2 separate regions of the Pan troglodytes genome follow, and region 1 is linked to region 2. A link is a contact called in public HiChIP or PLAC-seq data. All regions are on one chromosome and are shown on one strand. Each heading gives the region's core, a stretch centred on a gene start, on an enhancer-like site or on the middle of the called end of the contact. The rest is flanking DNA. Distances are from core to core; before and after follow the strand shown.

Region 1 (4,043 bases), core at 36-2,535, 750 kb after region 2:
CAGAGAGGTGACTAACCCAAAGAAATGGCTAGTTATTAAGAACGGGAAAGGCAGAGACCACTCACTGTTAAGCCTCTTTCTCAATACTGAATTATTTTTAGAGTCATTTTTTCCTAGTCAGAAATTGCCAGTTTTGTCTGCAGTGCTCACTTCACTTAGGTTTTGTGGCTAACAAACCTGCCCCATCCAGCAATATTTTTAAAATTATTACTGACCCAAACTCAGATGAAGTTAAGCAAACTGGCTAAAGACGAAGGAAGTTTGTCTCCTAAACCTCGCCAGAACATGAATGTCCTGAAGTTTGGGGAATCAAAAACGGAATGTGCTTACCACAGTTCAAACAAAAAAACAAACAAAAACGGACTCTCCCAGAGTAAGAAGAAAACATTACAAGAACGTCCATCCAGTGCCTGCCCTCCCGACTGCAAAGCCAGCCTCTTTCCTTTCCTGTGGTTTCTGAAACGGCCAGGATACCGCCTGGTATTTCTTGCTACCAAACACCACGCAATCTGACTTTTTCCAGCAAGACCGGTCCCTTCCTCAGCACACCGGTGACACAAACTTGGAAGCACTGTCCCTCAAAAATCCCCTAGATTCTGCTCTATCCCATCTAACTCTAAAGCCCAAATCTACGTTTTCCTGAAAGTGTGAAATAAATAAAATAGGGGTCTCATCAAATCCAGTGGGCTCCGCCTCAGAGCCGCCTCAAAAGAGCCGTCACCACACCCGCAATGGGTGAGGCTCAGCCGATGAGGCAAGAGGCGGGTCCAGGAAACCACGTGTTCTGCCTTCTGCGCACGCGCCAGCCAAAACAAAAGGGAGGTCTGCCAAGCCCCACCCCCCACGTGACCGGCGTCTAGGTCCGCCCCCACCCCTCCCTAGACCCCTTCCCTCCCCAGCTGCCAAGGCTGTTAGGTTTAGCCGTTTAAATTTGGCTGCGGTCAGACCCCCGCCCTAGAGCGCGATCCCGTGCCGAGACCAGAGTCCAGCAGCCCAGAGGATTCGGGGGGCGAAGGGGCTGCCGGTCGGTCGCCTGACCCGCAAGTCCACCCGGCAGTCTTCTCCCCTCCCCGCGCTGCCGCCGTCCCCAAGAGGGAAGACCCACCCCCGTCATCCCGCCGCTGAGACGCCGGCCACTCGCCTGCTGGGGCGCCCTGGCTCCCCTCCGCCGCCGCACCTTCGGTCCGGCCGTGGTGGGGGCTGCTGAGGTGATCTCTAGCTGCCCGCCCGCCTCCCCCACCCGGGGCGCCGCTGACTCGTCTCCAGAGCGCGCCCCGCTCCCGCCCCGGCCGCCGCCGCCGCCGCCGCGGTTTAACAGTCCGCCCGCTGCCCGCAGCTCCGTGCGGCTCGGGTGGACGGAACCCTGCCGCGGTCTGGGAGCAGTGGGCGGGGCCCGGCGCTAGCCAATGGCAACGGGGGAGGGGCAGCGCCATGCAAATGAAGCGGGTGGCGGGGAAACCCCGGCAGGGGGCGGGGCCTGCAGAAGCGGCTCGGAGTGTTCTGGAAGTGGCAGGAGCACGATGCCCTTAAGTCTGGTGCAGGGTTTATCTCGGCTCCCTCGGGACGGGTTCCGTGCAGCTCCCGCTTCCTCCCTTCTCTTTCCCAGTGCCATCCGTGGCGAGGGGGAAAAAAAAAAACACGGCCAGGAGACTTCCCACCCCTGCTTTGCTATTTTTGTACCTCCGTGACAGAAAAACAAAACCCTGAGGAAAAGTCAGGCGACTTCATTCCCTGCCGTCCGCGCCGGGGCCTCGACTACTGCTGGCGTCCGCGGCTTTCGCCCACCGCTCCACAGGCGAGTTTTAAGAGATTTCTCACAATTGTCAAGTCCGCAAGTCTCCGTGCGTTTGCTTTTATTTGGGCCGTGCGTTCAAATCCGCTCATAATTCTTTCTGACCCTCAGAGGGGCCCTGAAGTAGGTGACAAATTTGCCTTGGATCCAACTGGGTGGTTTTATGATTAAAAAAAAAAAAAAAAAACCAGACAAAGCAGTTTTAAGTCTCTACAAATCTGGTTTGAGTGGCGCTGGACTTAACTCCCCTCTGCAGTAACGCTGTCAAATAAACAAACGGAGTTTATGTGGAGATAGTTGGCCAGCGACACCCAAAAACACTTCTGAGCGTCTTGCACCTGGCCCCGCGAACCGCTCACCACAAAACAAACCTGCACCTGGGCACTTCCCCAGCCAAGAACTCGATTTTTTTAAAACTGAACTCTAAATGTAGCTTCTTAGATGTTGTATCACAGTCTTTCCTAAGCACCGAATTTACACATGAAATGATTTAAGGAACGAAGAGCACTAGGCTTTTGAAGCCAGAAGGATAATAGCCATTATTTTAACCTTATCAATTGGATAAGATCCCGGGGGCGGAAGAGGGGAGAAATCCAGGGAATTGCAGTCATAACAAAGCGTAATCCGTAACGTAGATAACTGGAATTGGAAAATTAGCTACTTGTTCCTGGTTCTTCTAGTAGATTGTGATATTACTGAAATAATTTTTATGACCAGCTGCATTTATTGGAGATATATTTTTTAATTACTGAATAATTGCACCTCGATATGGGGCAAGGGAAGAATTTTAGGAAATTGATTTACTTTCATTGTAATAAAAATTGTAAGCTAATGATGTGAAAAATAATTAAATCAGTAAGTATTTATTGGATATTTACCATATTCAAAGGACTGTCCTAGTCCCTGGGGACAGAAATGCAAAAATGAATAAAGTATTTTTTAAAGTTTTGTTTTTTTAATTAGCAGTTTGAGACATCTAATAAGCATGTGTTAAGATAGATCAAAGGAAGATTCTGGATTTGAGTTGGACGTTTAAAAGACTTAAGAGAGAGGAGGAAGGCATCAATAGTTCAGGAGATAGTGTCCTTGGGTGGTTTGAGGAGATGTTGTGTGAATATTTGGGGGGCAGAAAAGTACATTGTCAACTAGATTGAGTAAATCTTGAATGACAGGAATTCAGATTTTAACCTGAGGGAACTGTAGAGACATCATATCATTTAATGGTAGTTTTCTCCTGTGAAATAATTTTTTGCTACCAAACAAAATATTTATATATTTGCCAAATGTTTATTGAACACGTTTTGTGATGGCTAATGAAGATATACTAGTAAACAAATTCCCTGTCCTCATGGAGTTTATAGAGGATGACAAAGGGATTAAGCTTTGTAACTACACAAATAGTGATTCATACAGCATTTCTACATATATTATGTAATTTGTTCATCACATAGCCGTGGGAGGTAGGCTGTTTCCAATACTCTAGATTAATTTTTTTTTTTTTTTTTTTTTGAGACGGAGTCTCACACTGTCTCCCAGGCTGGAGTGCAGTGGTGCGATCTCGCCTCACTGCAAGCTCCGCCTCCCGGGTTCATGCCATTCTCCTGCCTCAGCCTCCCGAGTAGCTGGGACTACAGGCACCCGCCACCAAGACAGGCTAATTTTTTTGTGTGTGTGTATTTTTAGTAGAGACGGGGTTTCACTATGTTAGCCAGGATGGTCTAGATCTCCTGACCTGGTGATCTGCCCGCCTCGGCCTCCCAAAATGCTGGGATTACAGGCGTGAGCCACTACACCCGGCCGCTCCAGATTAATTCTTTTATCTTCTAGTCAGCCCTGCCGCCTGCTAAATGTTACAGACCTTAAATAAATATTTCAATCTATCAAGCTATCATACATGTACATTTTCCCTATTTTATATTCGGTTTAATAGGAATGTGGGGAGATGATTAACAAAGTAATACAGGTTTGATATAAAATATATAGGAAAGCACAAAGAAGAAAACCACAATCATATGCAAAGTCTGTTGTATTTTATATGTATGACACTGTGCATACTGGTTTTGTATCCCATTTAGCTACATGTTAAGCACACTATCCCTTGACAATGAATATTGTTCTAAAGCATGATTTTATTATTTGTAGCATATACATGCCAGTTTTCCAGACACTATAGAATATCAGTTCTCCTTATTACAAAAATTGATATACTGAATCATTTGTCAAATTATTTTCTATATTACTCAGCAACAGC
Region 2 (3,670 bases), core at 585-3,084:
AAAAATGCTGAGGAACACTGTACTTTAAACTATCGGAGAAATAATCTCTTTTTATTGCTGTTTTTTAGAGACAGGGTCTCACTCTGTCACCCAGGCTGGAGTGCAGTGGTGTAATCATAACTCACTGTACCCTCAAACTTCTGGCTTCAAGCGATACTCCCTCCTGAGCTGCTGGGATTACAGGTGTGAGCCACCGCTCCTGGCCCTGGAAAATTACTCTCATTGAGCACCTGCACCTGCATGCCTGGTCATGAATGTCAGCTGCTAACACTCTGGTAGTATGCCTACTCCTTCCTCCCATCCACATACTGTCTATGATTTCCTAGTCTCCTAAGACCTCCTTCTCAATCAGGCCATCTTCCGAGGAGGAGCATCAACTCCTCCAACCTCCCAGCTCCTGGGTGTGCCTTGATACTTCCAAACTCACTGCAAGCGTCACTGGCACATGGTATGAAGCAGAGCGGGGGAGGCAGGACACAGAGCACTGGGTGTGACTGGGGAGGCCAGGCTTCACAGCTTCCTCTGTGATGGTTTCTAATCCTTGCAGGCTCCCACCATTGGGTCTCTTTCCATCTGAAAATGGAGGAAATTAGACCAGCTGCCTAAAACATCAACTCTAATGTTCTAGGTTCTAAGATTCTATGGTTAATTTAAGTGACAGAACCACATTATGGCTGCTGTTTCATCAGCACTGTGAAGACTGTACAAGCCACACCTCAGTATGTTGGCTGACCTTAAAAACACCTTGTCAGTACTTGATATAGACACTCGCAGTAATTCTAAGTTGCATCTTACTTTTCTTACTTACAATAAAATGCTGCTCTCTGATTATGAAGATTCATACTCCTTAGTACGAATGGTAAAGAATCATTTGTTTTCTCAGGTGGTCATTTCACTTTCAAAAGCATTTAAGAGGCAATTTTTTTAAGGGTGATATTTCAAGGTCAACACTTTCCGTGCTTTCTAATTCATTGTATTTGTATCATTCTTCAAAGATCCTTCATATTCATTATCTTTTTAAGCATAAGAGAATTGGGCTGTCATTTTTAGTTCTCATATGACACATGAATACACTGAGAGTTAGATTAAGTGAACTGTCTCTAGAGCATACGTCTGGCTATCTAGAATGTAATAACTATAAAGGGAGGGGATCTTTTTTATTAGGGTTGGGGGAAAGGTCTGTCACTGATGTTTCTAATGCTTAGAAGAGTGCCTGACACATAGTAGGTGTCAATAAACATTCGTTGACTCAATAAATGAATGAATCTAATTCGTGACAGAGCTGGGTCTAGAATTCTCTACTCCCTCAGCCATTGCTCCTTTAGTGCTGACAAGAGTTGTTCTATGTTCTCAAGCGCCCCACATTCCTTTGTCTTTTCTGGATGCACCTGTGGTTGGGTTTGTGAGGCGAGGCCAGTGAGCTTTCCTGGTGAGGTGCCACTGGCAACCCCGCCTCATAGCGACACAGGGGAGGGAAGCAGGGGGTCTGCGGAGGTTGCTCCCGAGAGACTAAAGCTGCTGCCCCCGATTTTCCAAGGACGCCAGTGAGGAAGGCCCGCCTGTCCCGCCGCCCGGGCACTGGCCTTGCGGGAGGGGACCAGGGCTCTGGAGAAGGCCCGCGCCAGCGGCTGGGCGGGGCTCTCCGAGGCTCCCACCTCGCGGTCCCCGCCTGGCGGCCGGCGGCTGCGGCAGAAGGCAGAGCGGTCGTGCTCCCCCTCCCGGACACTGCGGCGGTGGCAGCGCCAGCCCCACCGCGGCCGCCCACGGGCTCGCGGAGTCGGGCGGGACCTGCGCGGGGCGGGACCTGCGCGGGGCGGGGAGGAGGGGCCGAGGCGGAGCTGCTGCGCTGGGAGCCGGGTGGGGGCGCCGCTCTCAGTCTGGGGCGGGCGCTCGGGCTGCGCGGGCTCTGGGCAGCAGCAGCAGCAGCAGCAGCATCCTCTCTTCCTTTACTTCCCTTCCGCTTCTTTCTCTTCCTTCTCCTTCTTTCCCCCCCCTCCCCTTCTTCCCCTAACCCTTCTACCCCTCTCCTTTTTCTCCGGAGGGCGCTAAGTCCGTGAGCGGTGGCAGTCGCGACCGCGGGTGCATCCAGTTTCTGCGCCCAGGTAAGAGACCGTCCCCACCTCTGGCTCTATGTAGGGCGCCTCTCCTTTTGCCTCGGTCTCTGAGTAGAAAGAGAGAGGAATGGGGAGGGGTTGTGTCTCGTCCTCTGGGACTCGCAGCAGGCAGTCTGGTAGTTGGTCGAGTGACCAGCCGTGCACCTGGCGGAAGATTCGGGCCTGTCCTCTCCAGGTGTCACTGCGGAGCAGGGGGCCGGACGCTACTGGTACCTGAGCCCTGGCTTCGTAGAAGAGCGAGTGACCTTGTTAGGTACCACTTTGAAACAACTGAAAACTTACGCCAGGTTAGAATACGTGTATCGAAAGCCAGTATTACCTGCACTGTGGAAAGAAGGGGAGTGGATTCTACAAAGATAGTGGAAAATAGGAAATCGAGGTAGGGGATTTTTTTGTTCATCCAGCTGCAGAGAACTGCACACTGGCAAGTGAGTGAGTGAGGGAAGCCTTGTCCATTTCAAATCATGTTTCTCTGTAATTCCTTCAGAAACAGCTGGGAGAGGAGGACTGATATTTATAATTGTAGGAAAATGAAAAATAAATGCCTGGTGGTGTTGGAGGGCGGGGCACGAAGAAATGAGTCTGGTTGAGCTTCCACACAGTCGTTTTTCTTTTTAAACGTTGGGGGTGGACCTCTGAATCTACAGTGCATCTATTCTTTTCTTCCTTTTCTTTTTAAAAGGCTTTTTTGGTGGGGAGAGGAGGACTGCAGTGCTGGCTGCCTTCCTTCCCCCACCTCGTCTTTTGTTTAAGGATGGAAATTTCAAGAAAGAGTGTGTGGGGGGCTAGGAGTGGGGAGCTGTATATTTGGGTGTGTATAGGGGGAGGGGTATGGATGGAGTCAGAAAAAAAATCCTTGAAAACTGGAAATTAATGTTATTCTGCCTGGCATCCGGACTTCAGGATTTTTGTCAGAAAATAAAAAGCTTTCATTAGCAACAAGCCCGTTTGTGACAATTGCTGTGTGCCATCTGTCGTAAGCTCTTAGCACAATGCTTCCAGGACATAGACCCTTTAAAATTGAGTCCGGTGTAAAGGGTTTTTGTTTAAATGCCTAAACACACAAGTATGCACACAAATGTATAATACACTATATACATGTTACAAAAGGAAATAGGTACTTAAGAGACTGATTTTTTAAAATTGTATTTGAGGGTTTGGAAATTATGTTGTGAATAAAATCTGTAGTGCAAAACAAAAAAATATTGTTGGGTGGTATATAATTTTGGGTGTGAGGCAAAGGGATTGATGACTGTTGGTAAGGAACTAATTTAAATGTTAAAGATATAATTTATTTTAAAATGATCAGTCTAGAAAAGGAAATGATTGCAAACTGAAATTGAGGTTTGCAGCCACAGTGAGGCGATGGAGAACAAAGCCTTTTATGTGAGCCACATTATGCAAAATGTCCCATGCATGAGCTGCAGGTACCAGCCCAGTTCAAAAGCATAGTTCTTTCACTATGTCATTTCACTGTGGACAATTATGATTTTTTTTGGCAGTCAAATAGATTGAATAAATAGAAGCCCTTTAGAATGCTTTTAATTTTATGCCCA

What was found. HiChIP or PLAC-seq counts read pairs in DNA pulled down with a chosen protein or histone mark.
Region 1: a contact with region 2 is called in an H3K4me3 HiChIP or PLAC-seq map of stem cell-derived excitatory neurons, with 3 times the contacts expected there. The contact joins the promoter of KANSL1L here to the promoter of MAP2 in region 2. A contact is called at or near these places in 1 of 7 Hi-C or Micro-C datasets (stem cell-derived neural progenitor cells) and 1 of 1 datasets of contacts at active chromatin or transcription factors (stem cell-derived excitatory neurons).

The regions. Positions count from the first base shown.
Region 1 is chr13:112,411,494-112,415,536 of NHGRI_mPanTro3-v2.0_pri, forward strand. KANSL1L (KAT8 regulatory NSL complex subunit 1 like) reads right to left here and starts at 1,286. Exons shown (of 15, transcript XM_009444180.5): 1 at 1,178-1,286.
Region 2 is chr13:111,662,765-111,666,434 of NHGRI_mPanTro3-v2.0_pri, forward strand. MAP2 (microtubule associated protein 2) reads left to right here and starts at 1,835. Exons shown (of 13, transcript XM_063790721.1): 1 at 1,835-2,102.